2 separate regions of the Gossypium arboreum genome follow, and region 2 is linked to region 1. Evidence: chromatin contacts called from public Hi-C data. All regions are on one chromosome and are shown on one strand. The core of a region is the stretch at or near the end of the contact, and the rest is flanking DNA. Distances in the headings are between cores, read along the strand shown. Region 1 holds the start of LOC108464866 (REF/SRPP-like protein At1g67360). Region 2 holds the start of LOC108476362 (squamosa promoter-binding-like protein 2).

Evidence for each region. A called contact is a pair of places that touch in the nucleus more often than the background predicts.
Region 2: a Hi-C map of leaf shows a contact between it and region 1, with 4 times the contacts expected there. The contact joins the promoter of LOC108476362 here to the promoter of LOC108464866 in region 1. A contact is called at or near these places in 2 of 5 Hi-C or Micro-C datasets (both in leaf).

What each region holds. Positions count from the first base shown.
Region 1 is chr3:22,194,217-22,199,529 of ASM2569848v2, reverse strand. It overlaps LOC108464866 (REF/SRPP-like protein At1g67360), which reads right to left and starts at 3,511. Exons shown (of 3, transcript XM_017765142.2): 1 at 3,327-3,511; 2 at 2,996-3,229; 3 at 2,099-2,773. The coding sequence starts at 3,344. The coding sequence ends at 2,330. LOC108464867 reads left to right here. Exons shown (of 3, transcript XM_017765144.2): 3 at 379-593.
Region 2 is chr3:23,141,985-23,146,735 of ASM2569848v2, reverse strand. LOC108476362 (squamosa promoter-binding-like protein 2) reads left to right here and starts at 1,359. Exons shown (of 5, transcript XM_053025595.1): 1 at 1,359-1,914; 2 at 3,405-4,163; 3 at 4,283-4,419. The coding sequence starts at 3,478.

The DNA of each region.
Region 1 (5,313 bases), core at 2,262-4,761:
CTGGTGTTTTAATGGTTAAATCACCATCTTAGACTTGCTAATGATTACCATTTGCATCTTATTTAAGTGAAGGTGTAAAAATTTGCATCAGACTTTAACCTGGATTTGTAGGCAGACTGTTTACCCATCGACAATTGACACTGCAGGGATTAGAATATGTTGCTTCCACAAAAGTGTTAGAAGTGATGCAAGCTAATAATTGCCAAATGAAATCCTTTTTTGTGTTTTATTTAGTCACCTCTGCAACAGTGACAATGGTGGAGTTGTGACAAGTGATTATAAAGCAATGGAGACACTGAATGAAGAGTGAATTTACAATTTCATATTTTCAATCTTGGGAGTAATTTCTAATAAGGTTTCCATTGATGTAGGAATCAGAAGCCATTAGCAGATGGTTTGGAGCTTGATCTACAAATGGGAAGTGGACATTGAAACCTTTTTTACTGTTGGTTTGAATTAAAAGATTCTGCTTGTTTTGTAGTGTACTTTTGAACATTTCAGTTGGGACACTGGTTTATGAATGAAAATAAATTTTCCATGTAACTCAATGGGTAAGACTTGTAAGGGAAATAAATACTCTGTGTTGCTGAATATTTGCTTTGTTTAGCCATCATGTTGTTGCCTTGTATTGGGTAAGACTGGTTTTGAACATTTATGTTGCTGTTGTCTCTCCTTTCTTCTTCTAATTAAGCCACCCCTTATTTGGGAGAAGTAGGAGTGTGCATTTGATTGGTTTGAGTTTAATATATCAAAAACCAAATAAATTGACACTCTTTTAAAATGAATCGGCACCACATGACTGGATTGAGCCTTATCAAGGAGAAGCATTGTTGGTTAAGATGAAGTTTTGGGCTTTTGAGTATCTAAATATGAGTGTTAGCATATGCAAAATTGTAACATTTGGGTCTTTAGTCCCAACATGTGCATCTATGTCATAGATGGGTTTTATTCGGTTTGTCTGTTGTGCTTGTATTAGTTTGATTCTACCTGTAGTTGCCTAGGTATAAAATTGAGCTTGTATTGTATTTCTAATAGTAGAAACTTAAAAAAAAAGATCGTTATTATTGTAATTACAAAGTTTCATGAATATTTCTTTTTGATACCGGAACAAGCATTAAGTGAAACATAAAAAGGTGAAATGTAGCAGTAGCAGTAGCAGATGATGTGCCCGTAGCCTTGCTTCCATTAGTAACTTCGTAGCCATATAGTCAAATTAAATTTTGGATTGGTTTGTTATTTGGATTTAAATTTTAGGTTCAGACGGATTTGATACGATTTTAGATTTAGATATGAATATGTATTTAATATTTATTAATTAAAAATATACCAATTCATTTGTTTTAAAAATGCAAAATCGATTAAAAAAATTGAATAATCAAAGAAAGATTTAGGTTTGAAATTCGGAAATAAAAGGATTCTAAATAAATAAAATCAAACTTATTTTATTTTGATTTAATTGGTTAATCCATATTTTGGTGTCACTTAGTTAAAAGAAGTGGTAAAATCCATGGCCAGAAGGGAATAGCACGAAGACTAGGGAGCAGCACAAAGTGAACTGACTTCCAACAAAACCAAGTTTAGAACTTTATTAGACAGAAAAAAATTGAACAATTAAGTTTAATATATACTTATTTCTCAAGCAAAAATCAAACTTGATTGTCACGGTTGAGATTTTAGTAATAGAACTTAAAAATTCAATTAACTGGTAAATTATTTAAAATTAATTAAATTCATGTCTTTTAACTATTTGTTTTATTTAATTTATATTATTTAATTTACATTAACCCTAAAGTATAAAATAATTATCTTAAATTCACTAACTGAATTGATAGAAAAATAGCTAAAAACCATATTTTCTATTTTGAAAATAATTTTATTTATGTATTAACATTTTTAATTTTTCATCAGAAATTATCAAAATATGATTTAACAAAATTTTTAAAAATTACCTAATGTCAGTGATGATTGAATTGAATTTTTAATTTCTAAAAATACAAAAGCTAAAACTCAAATTTTATGTAAATGCAAGGACTAAAACAGATTTTAACCTTTATTTTTTCACCAATAGGTAAACCTTTATTATTTAAAAAATGCCTAATTTAATTTTAAATTAAAAATAAATAACTTTTTAATCGTATGTACTCATAATCTAATACAAGCTGGAAGATTGAAAGTTGAAAAGGGCATATCATAAAATCAGCCACAAATTCAGAGAGCAAACATGTCAGACATCTAAACGAACCAAGTCATATTAGATTCGACATGTAGCCAATTTACAATGGCAAAGCATCACATTGCCTCTCTACTAACACACTCAGAAACCAAACACCTAATCTGAATCTGATTCAGATTTATGATCATCCGCATTTGCTTTCTCTTTTCCTTCAGCTTCCTTAACAGCCTTCCCAAAGGCATCAACGGGAATCGATGGTAAATACCCAACCACAGGATAACCTTTTCCGCTCTTCTCCTTTAACCAACTGTTGTATTTCTCACACAAATTAGCTGCTTTGGGAACAACCTTTTCTGTCACTGAGTTGAAAGTCAAGTTGCTGTTCAGTTTAACCCACAACTTGGTCGAGCTTACCAACACCAAGTTCTTGTACTCAGCTGCAGCGTAGTGCAAAGCCCCTCGTGCTCCATTGGTTCGAGCCTCCTCTACTAGTTTCTGAGCCTTTTGGGTTGCCTTTTGGACCAAATCGTGGGCCAGGTTAACCACTTGCTTGGCTGGTGCTGGAGCATGCTCGTCAAATTTGTGTGAAACCTCATCTACCTACGGTTATTTTAATCAAATACGATAATAAAGTTAGGAATAAATTGGTTCACGCTAAACTGAACTTTCCCCATTTTTAAAATATTAGATTTAATCCTTACTCTTCCGATGAATTTCAAAATACTAAAATTACTTGCTAAACTTAAAGACGAGAAAGAACTAATCAACAGAAACTTCTGATCAAAAGTTCCAAACAGTGATTTTTTCTTAATGGGCGAATACCTTGTTATCAAGAAATCCAAGAAAATGATCAGGAACATCCTTAAATTTCCCGTAGGCGGGACCGACGGCAGTGGTAACGGCATGCTCGACGGCGTCAACGGTGGATCTCAACGGCCCCGAGTTCTGTTTAGAGTAATCGTAAAGGTTCGAGACGCAAACCAAGGCGTGGATTGTAGCCACCCTGACGAAGTTTAGGTGCTTGAGGCCTAAATTCTTGTTCTCAAACTCTAACCCCTAACATTTTAAATCAAATCACAAACAAAAAAGCTCTAAGCTTAAATTTTAAAATAAGGGAGAAAGGAGGAGAAGAAGAAAGAAGAGATCAAAATACCTTCTCCATGGTTGCCATCTGTTTGATGCAAGTATCCTTTGCTTCACTTTTTTGAGAGAAAATAAACGATCGTAATCTACGGTGTAAAACAAGTGCAATTTTATTTATTTTATAGATGAATTCATATGGGATGTTAGATGAGATCCAACGGTTTATATCGGATCTAAGGATATCACAATGCCAGAGCGGGCGGTTTTCCAATTTCATCTTTCTTTACTTTTCTGGGTGCAAATAGAGGATTCTAGAAGGACACGTGGAAGGATCTTACTTGGTGGAGATGCAATAATATCTAAGGGAACCATTTTCTTATTCTTGGGCGGTCTGTTGTGAGGTCCACCCATTCCCACACCAATTTTTATTCTATCTAATTGCGCTGAATATTATTAAATTATTTGTAAATTATATTTTAATTATTTAATTTTAAAAATTTTAAAATAATTTAAAAATTTTATTTAAACTATTGAATGATTAAAATTATTATTGTATAACTTTTTTCGTTTGTATTACTTGCACAAATTAAAAGATTTTCTTACTCTTTTTTTTACAGTTTAATTTTTTTAAAAAATAATGTTGAATGTTATAAATTTCAAACTAACATTCAAAAATATTGTCCTTTAATTTTGATATTAATTATCAAATTAACTTAAATATAAGATATGTTATTATACTTATTAATAAATATTAATCTACTTTATTGATCATTGAAGTGTCACTTAAAATTCACTAATTAAACTTTTAAAAAAATTTAATAACACAATAACTTTAAATAATTCAACGGCTTTTGTGTCTCATTTTACTTTTGGAACTCATAATTGTGATAGGAGGGAAGCAAGTGTTGAGTCGTTAAGATTTAATTATTAGATTTTTTTTACAAAAATATTATAATTTTATAAGTTGTATTAGGTTGTGTTTTCTATATTTTATATAAAATTGAACATATTAATATATATAGGAGAAGAATCAGAGTTGTTTAGTGTTTTGGATTGGGATGTGAACTACAGATTTAATATCAATATATTCTTTTATTATTATATTAGTGGTTAATCCACGATATATTAATAATCAGGGTGTGCTATTACATGAAAAATTACTTAAAATATAATTTCTCAAAAATGAACTTATAAATTTTTTTTTATGTTCGGGTGATTTTGCTTTAACAAAATTTTTACAAAATCTAAGCTTTGAACATCAAAGAATACTCGTTCAAAAAATTCTTTCTAACATAATTTTATTTATTTTTGAATTAAATAATAATTATTTATGGTTAAATACAAATTAATTTACATAAACAACCATATGTATATATTTTAGTTAAAACATGCTCCAAATTATTGAGCAATGACCAAACACAAACACAAATTTCATTTTCCAAACAATCATAAAATTATTAATAAGTAGAAGGTAAAACATTTCCAAAATGTGAGGCATTTTATTACATGCAGAAGTAAAAAAATTGAGATACACTCTGCTATATCATCTGAGTAGCTCATGTTGAGTGACAAAATAAAATAGAACAAGACTGAAAAATTGCAAACTCTGTACTAAACACTACAACCACTTACACAACACATATAACTCATGGAAACATATAACTAACAGCGGGATTAGTACAAAGAGACAGGCAAAAACTGGCATTTTAAGTGCATTTTTAACAGCTTTAATGGCATTCCAATCACCTTGGAACTTCTTCCCATCCTTTGTTCCACCATGGATAGCTAAAAGAGAGCAACCAACAATACATCCACTAGCATATTTGATTGTATCATGTGAATATGGGAACACTCTGATTTTGCAAGAAACCGACACGTTGAGATTCAAAGCCAACTTTTCCACTAAAAGATTTCACAAGAGGAAGGTTGTCCATCAAGAAAGCTCCATAATTTCTTTGTCTACCAATTGGCTAACGACACCTACATGTAAACCAGGCAACCATTTATGGTAGAAGCTAACAATTTTCAACCAGGATCCTATTTCATAACCACTCTTG
Region 2 (4,751 bases), core at 110-2,609, 950 kb before region 1:
ATCTAAAATCTAGTTGGACTGCCACGTAGGATTACCGTTAGAGAGATAACGGAACTTAACGGTAGAGTGATCACTTCGTAACAAAATAGTAATATAAGTGACTAAAACGTAACATTTCAAACATAAGTGACTAAAATGTAACCTGAGACAAATAAAAGTGATTATTTTTATAGATTACCCTAATATTAATAATAGCAATATGTTACTATCTCTGTTTCTGCAACTTGATTTGGTAGTTAAGAGGGGACAAAGTGTCAATATCAATAATTGTATATTAGGGTTTAGAAATAAAAATAAAAATAAAAATGTCAAAATTTGTTTCGAATAATTGTTAAAAGGATCCTAAAAGATTAGAATGACAAAAGGGGGGTTTGAGGGATAGGTTGACACCCATATTTGATTGTACGTACGGTGTAAGCTCTAGGTTGACAAATTTGCTCATATAGTAATTTAAAATTTATAAAATATGATAAAGTACCAGAGTTAATAACATATATAAATGACATAATTGTAATAGAAAATCACCATGATATTATATTTTAATACTGAGTTTAAAGTGAGAAAGATCCACCATCTAAACACAATTTGTGGTCCCTTTGATAGGTGAATTATTTTAATGTTTTGATGCTAGTATGATTATCATAATCTCTTAAAATTGGACTTCCTTAATTATAATATGACAGAATATAGAATAATCAAATACCTCAATCTAATAAGGTACCTTTCGAGTTAGTTGATATATTTTAAAACAAAAATAGAAAAAGGTTTCATTAACTTGAAATAATTAATGTTAAGTAGATTTTGCAGCACAAATTCTTAACTCAGGGATTGTAGGGATGATTTATTCTTTTTAATATTTTGAATTCTGATCCCACCTTTCCAATAATCTGCATTGTTTTATTATTAATCAAATTTTTTATGTATTTTAATTTTTATATTTTTTAAATTTTAATTTAAATGGGTGTTAATTTTGTACTATGCTTAAATTCTTGTTTTCTAATTTTTGTATTTTTATTATAAGATCAACATTAAATTTATTTATTAATACGTAGCTTTTTTATAGGTAAAATTTTAATTAACAGTTAAGAGATTAAAAATACAACATCGGATAATATAAAAAATAGACCTAATATTAGTTGGGCTGGCTACTTGTAACTGACAAGAAAAAGGCCACCCTTTCATTACCGTCCAAAAAACTACTACTCTATAGTCCATACTCCATAACCTGCAAAAGTTGCAATGCAATCAGCTTTTGTACTGGCACGTGTCATTATTTTAAATAAATTCTACCTAATTTAATTTCTGCATTAAAAAAAAAGTTACTGCAGCAGTAATAATACAACAAATAAATAAATAATAATAAAAGGAAATAATTTCTTCCAAAAAAGCTAGGCTTTAATTATTTTTTGCCCCACTCAGCACCTCTTTCGTTGTTTGTCCTTCCATTTTCAGTCTGTGAAAGAGACCCTGACTCGGTCTCAGACTCAGACTCGGCTGTGGGCTGTGCTTTGCTGTGCCTTGCTGTGCCTTATCTCCTTTCTTTTTCAAGATCTTTAATCCTTCTGCTCTTTCTTTTTCTATTCTTTCTGCCCAACATTGAAGTACGCATCGGTAAGTATCACAATCTCACCAGAAAGCATTTGCCTTGCCTTTTCTTTCTTTCTTTCTTCTTTTTTTTTTTTTTTTTTATATATGTTTTCACTTTGTTTTTACTAAACGCCGTTAATAAATAGGAAAGATAAAACAGAGATTTCATTTTGGATTAATAAAGAAAGCAATAATGAGGTACTAGAGTTTCTAAAAATGGGGAAACATCTCTTGTTTTTGCGGCTCAATTGAAACGTCATTTTCTTCCTATCTTCTACCTTTATTATGTGAACTTGTTTTAACTTTAGAAAGGAAAAAAAAAAGAAGGTAAAGTGCGTTTTTTTTTTATCGTTATGATTTCTTTTCTTGTTTTCTGGGGAAAATCAATGGAAACGACTGCGTTTGTGTTTGTTGAAAGGGTTCCTTTTTATTAATTTTTACCTTGTATTTCTGGCTGAAAGCTGAGTAGAATTTATTAAAACATTAAAAGGAAAAACGATATGACGAATGATATCTAAGAAGGGGACCAAATACTTTCTATTTTTTTTTTTAGTAAAAATGAATATTTTAGTTTATATGTTTGTTCTGTTTCTGTTTCAATGCAAAACTTCATATATATTGTATGGAGAAAAAAATTATGAGTAGAATTTCTTTTTTGTGTATTTTTTTGGTTGACATATATAGTATTTGTTAATTGATTTTAATGGTTTTCGTGGGGGTTTGAGTAAAAATGGTTGTTGGGATGGCTTTTTATACATCAGTAAATTGTTGAATTTATGGTAGATATTTTTCGGTACAAGAATTTATGGTAGATTAGGGTTTCATTGAATTTTGTTTTGTACAGTAGTTGTGGGTCTGAGTCAGGGACCTACTTTGCAAGATTTCCCAGATAATCGAATGGGAATTATTGAAAGTGTTAGTGTTTTTAGACTAGGTTACTTGATTAAAAAGTGAATCCTTTTATTTATTTAATTTTTGGGTTCCTCTACTTGGACGTTATTACTGCTTCTTAGAATTATTGAAGATAGTGGGGCGTGCAGAGAGAGAGGGAGGGAGCTGCTTTGTTAAAGAGGCTAGACCGGGTAGTTTTTGTTGGATGGGTTGATAGATAAGGTAAATTCTTCTAGAGTTTTGGTGGTGGAATTTACTGCTGATGTTGAAGGTTTATGGAACACTACTATGTTTTTACTTGGGGTTGAAGATCAGCTTACATTCGTACAAGACTCGTATAGAGAGACAGTTTGGAATTATGGTGTCAGTTTGTTTGCGTTAGCAATAATGAATGGATGAGAAAAAAAGCTCTACTATTATTCTAGTTCGAATCTGCAAGGTCCAATATAACATACTTTTTGTCTTTGTTTAAGCTCTCTTTTCTGTTGGATATTGATATCTGCATAAAAAAATGCTCGGCTTGAGAAGTGATTGCTTTGTTTAGTCGAACCTCTCTACTACTCTGGTTGCGATTGTTTTGCTAAGTGGATTTGAAGTGGCATCAACAAACCTTTTTTAGTTTAAACTTGGGGAAGGGGTGGACTAAATATTGTTTCGTTGAAGTGGATAGAAAATTTTCTAACTTGTACCACTCTAGATCTGAGAAACAGAGAGGGTTGGACTTTGATGCTGTTAGATTTAGAGGTAAGTTTTGAACTTGATATGCAGGGATTAATTTTTGTTTATCAGTTGTTTTGCGTGCTACGTGCCTATATGGATTCTTTGAATGGTCTGCTTCATATATAAGGTTACTGAATTTAGGATGATTGAAATTGTTTTCATTTATTTCCTTTATGAATTGAGCAAACCTTGAGGTTATATTTTAGGATCTGTTGACAAGTGGCTTGGCTTTTATATGAAGAAGATTGTTTGAACTGTTCTGTGAGTTCTATCTCTCTCATGGACTGGAGTGCCAAAACCCCGTTGCAATGGGAGTGGGAGAACCTTATGATGTTAAATGCGACACCAACTGAAATTCCAAGGAAGCTAAGATCGGTAGAGTGGGATATTGAGGGCGAGGAAGAGCTGGACTCTGGGTCTCTATATTCTTCTGGTGCTGCTGCTGGAGGTAGTGGTGGTTCTGGATCAGATTTGGGCCTTGTTTCTTTGTCTAAAAGTTCGAAATCGGCATCCATTAATTCTTCATCTGCGGAAGAGGTAAAAGCGACCACATTTACTTTGGAGGCTTTTGAAGCTATACCACATGAAATTAGCAACAAGAAAAAGGTTTCCAAGGTTGAGCACACCGGTAGTTCCCCAATATTTGAGGCTTCAGTTGGCTCTGGTGAGCCATTGCTCAGTTTAAAGCTTGGCAAGCAAACATACTTTGAAGATGTTTGTACAGGAAGCAATTCAAAGACTTCATCTTATTCTGCCACTCCTGCACCATCCCCTTCCCCTGCAAAGAGATCCAAACCCAATTGTCAGACAAAACATATTCTGCGTTGCCAAGTCGAAGGCTGTAACCTTGACCTTTCTTCGGCTAAGGATTACCATCGGAAACACAGAGTTTGTGAAAGTCACTCAAAGAGCCCTAAGGTTATTATAGGTGGTCTGGAGCTCCGGTTCTGCCAGCAGTGTAGCAGGTAAAATATTGTTTTAATGATCTTAGTATTGAAGACTTGAATTTCTTAGTTGATGGTAGTGATTTGATTCTATCTCATTATGAATGTTGAAATCATAATTCTCATTCATGATGTCAAAGGTTCCATGCTCTGTCAGAGTTTGATGAAAAGAAGCGAAGCTGCCGCCGGCGTCTTTCTGACCACAATGCAAGGCGCCGCAAACCACAGACAGATGCAATCCACTTCAGTGCTGCAAGGCCTTCACCAGCAGCATATGGTAATGGTTTCAGACCCAAGTTTGATATGTTTTTGTTCATATAACTTTTGCTATATGCTACTATCTCAAGAATAGACTAAGACACTTTTTTTTCCCTTCTCTTTTACCTCTCAAATTATGGAGTTGAGTTATTTTATTAACCAAGTCAGATCAGGATTTTTTTTGTTTTATTTAATCAAGATGTTCTTTAATAAATGGTACTTGGGTCTCTATGGTAATACAATATCTTAATATATGCTGCATTTGGTTGAAAAAATGATGTCAATAATATCTTGACTGATTCCTTAACTGAGTTTTATCTTGACATGTTTATCTCTTTTAAAACAATAATA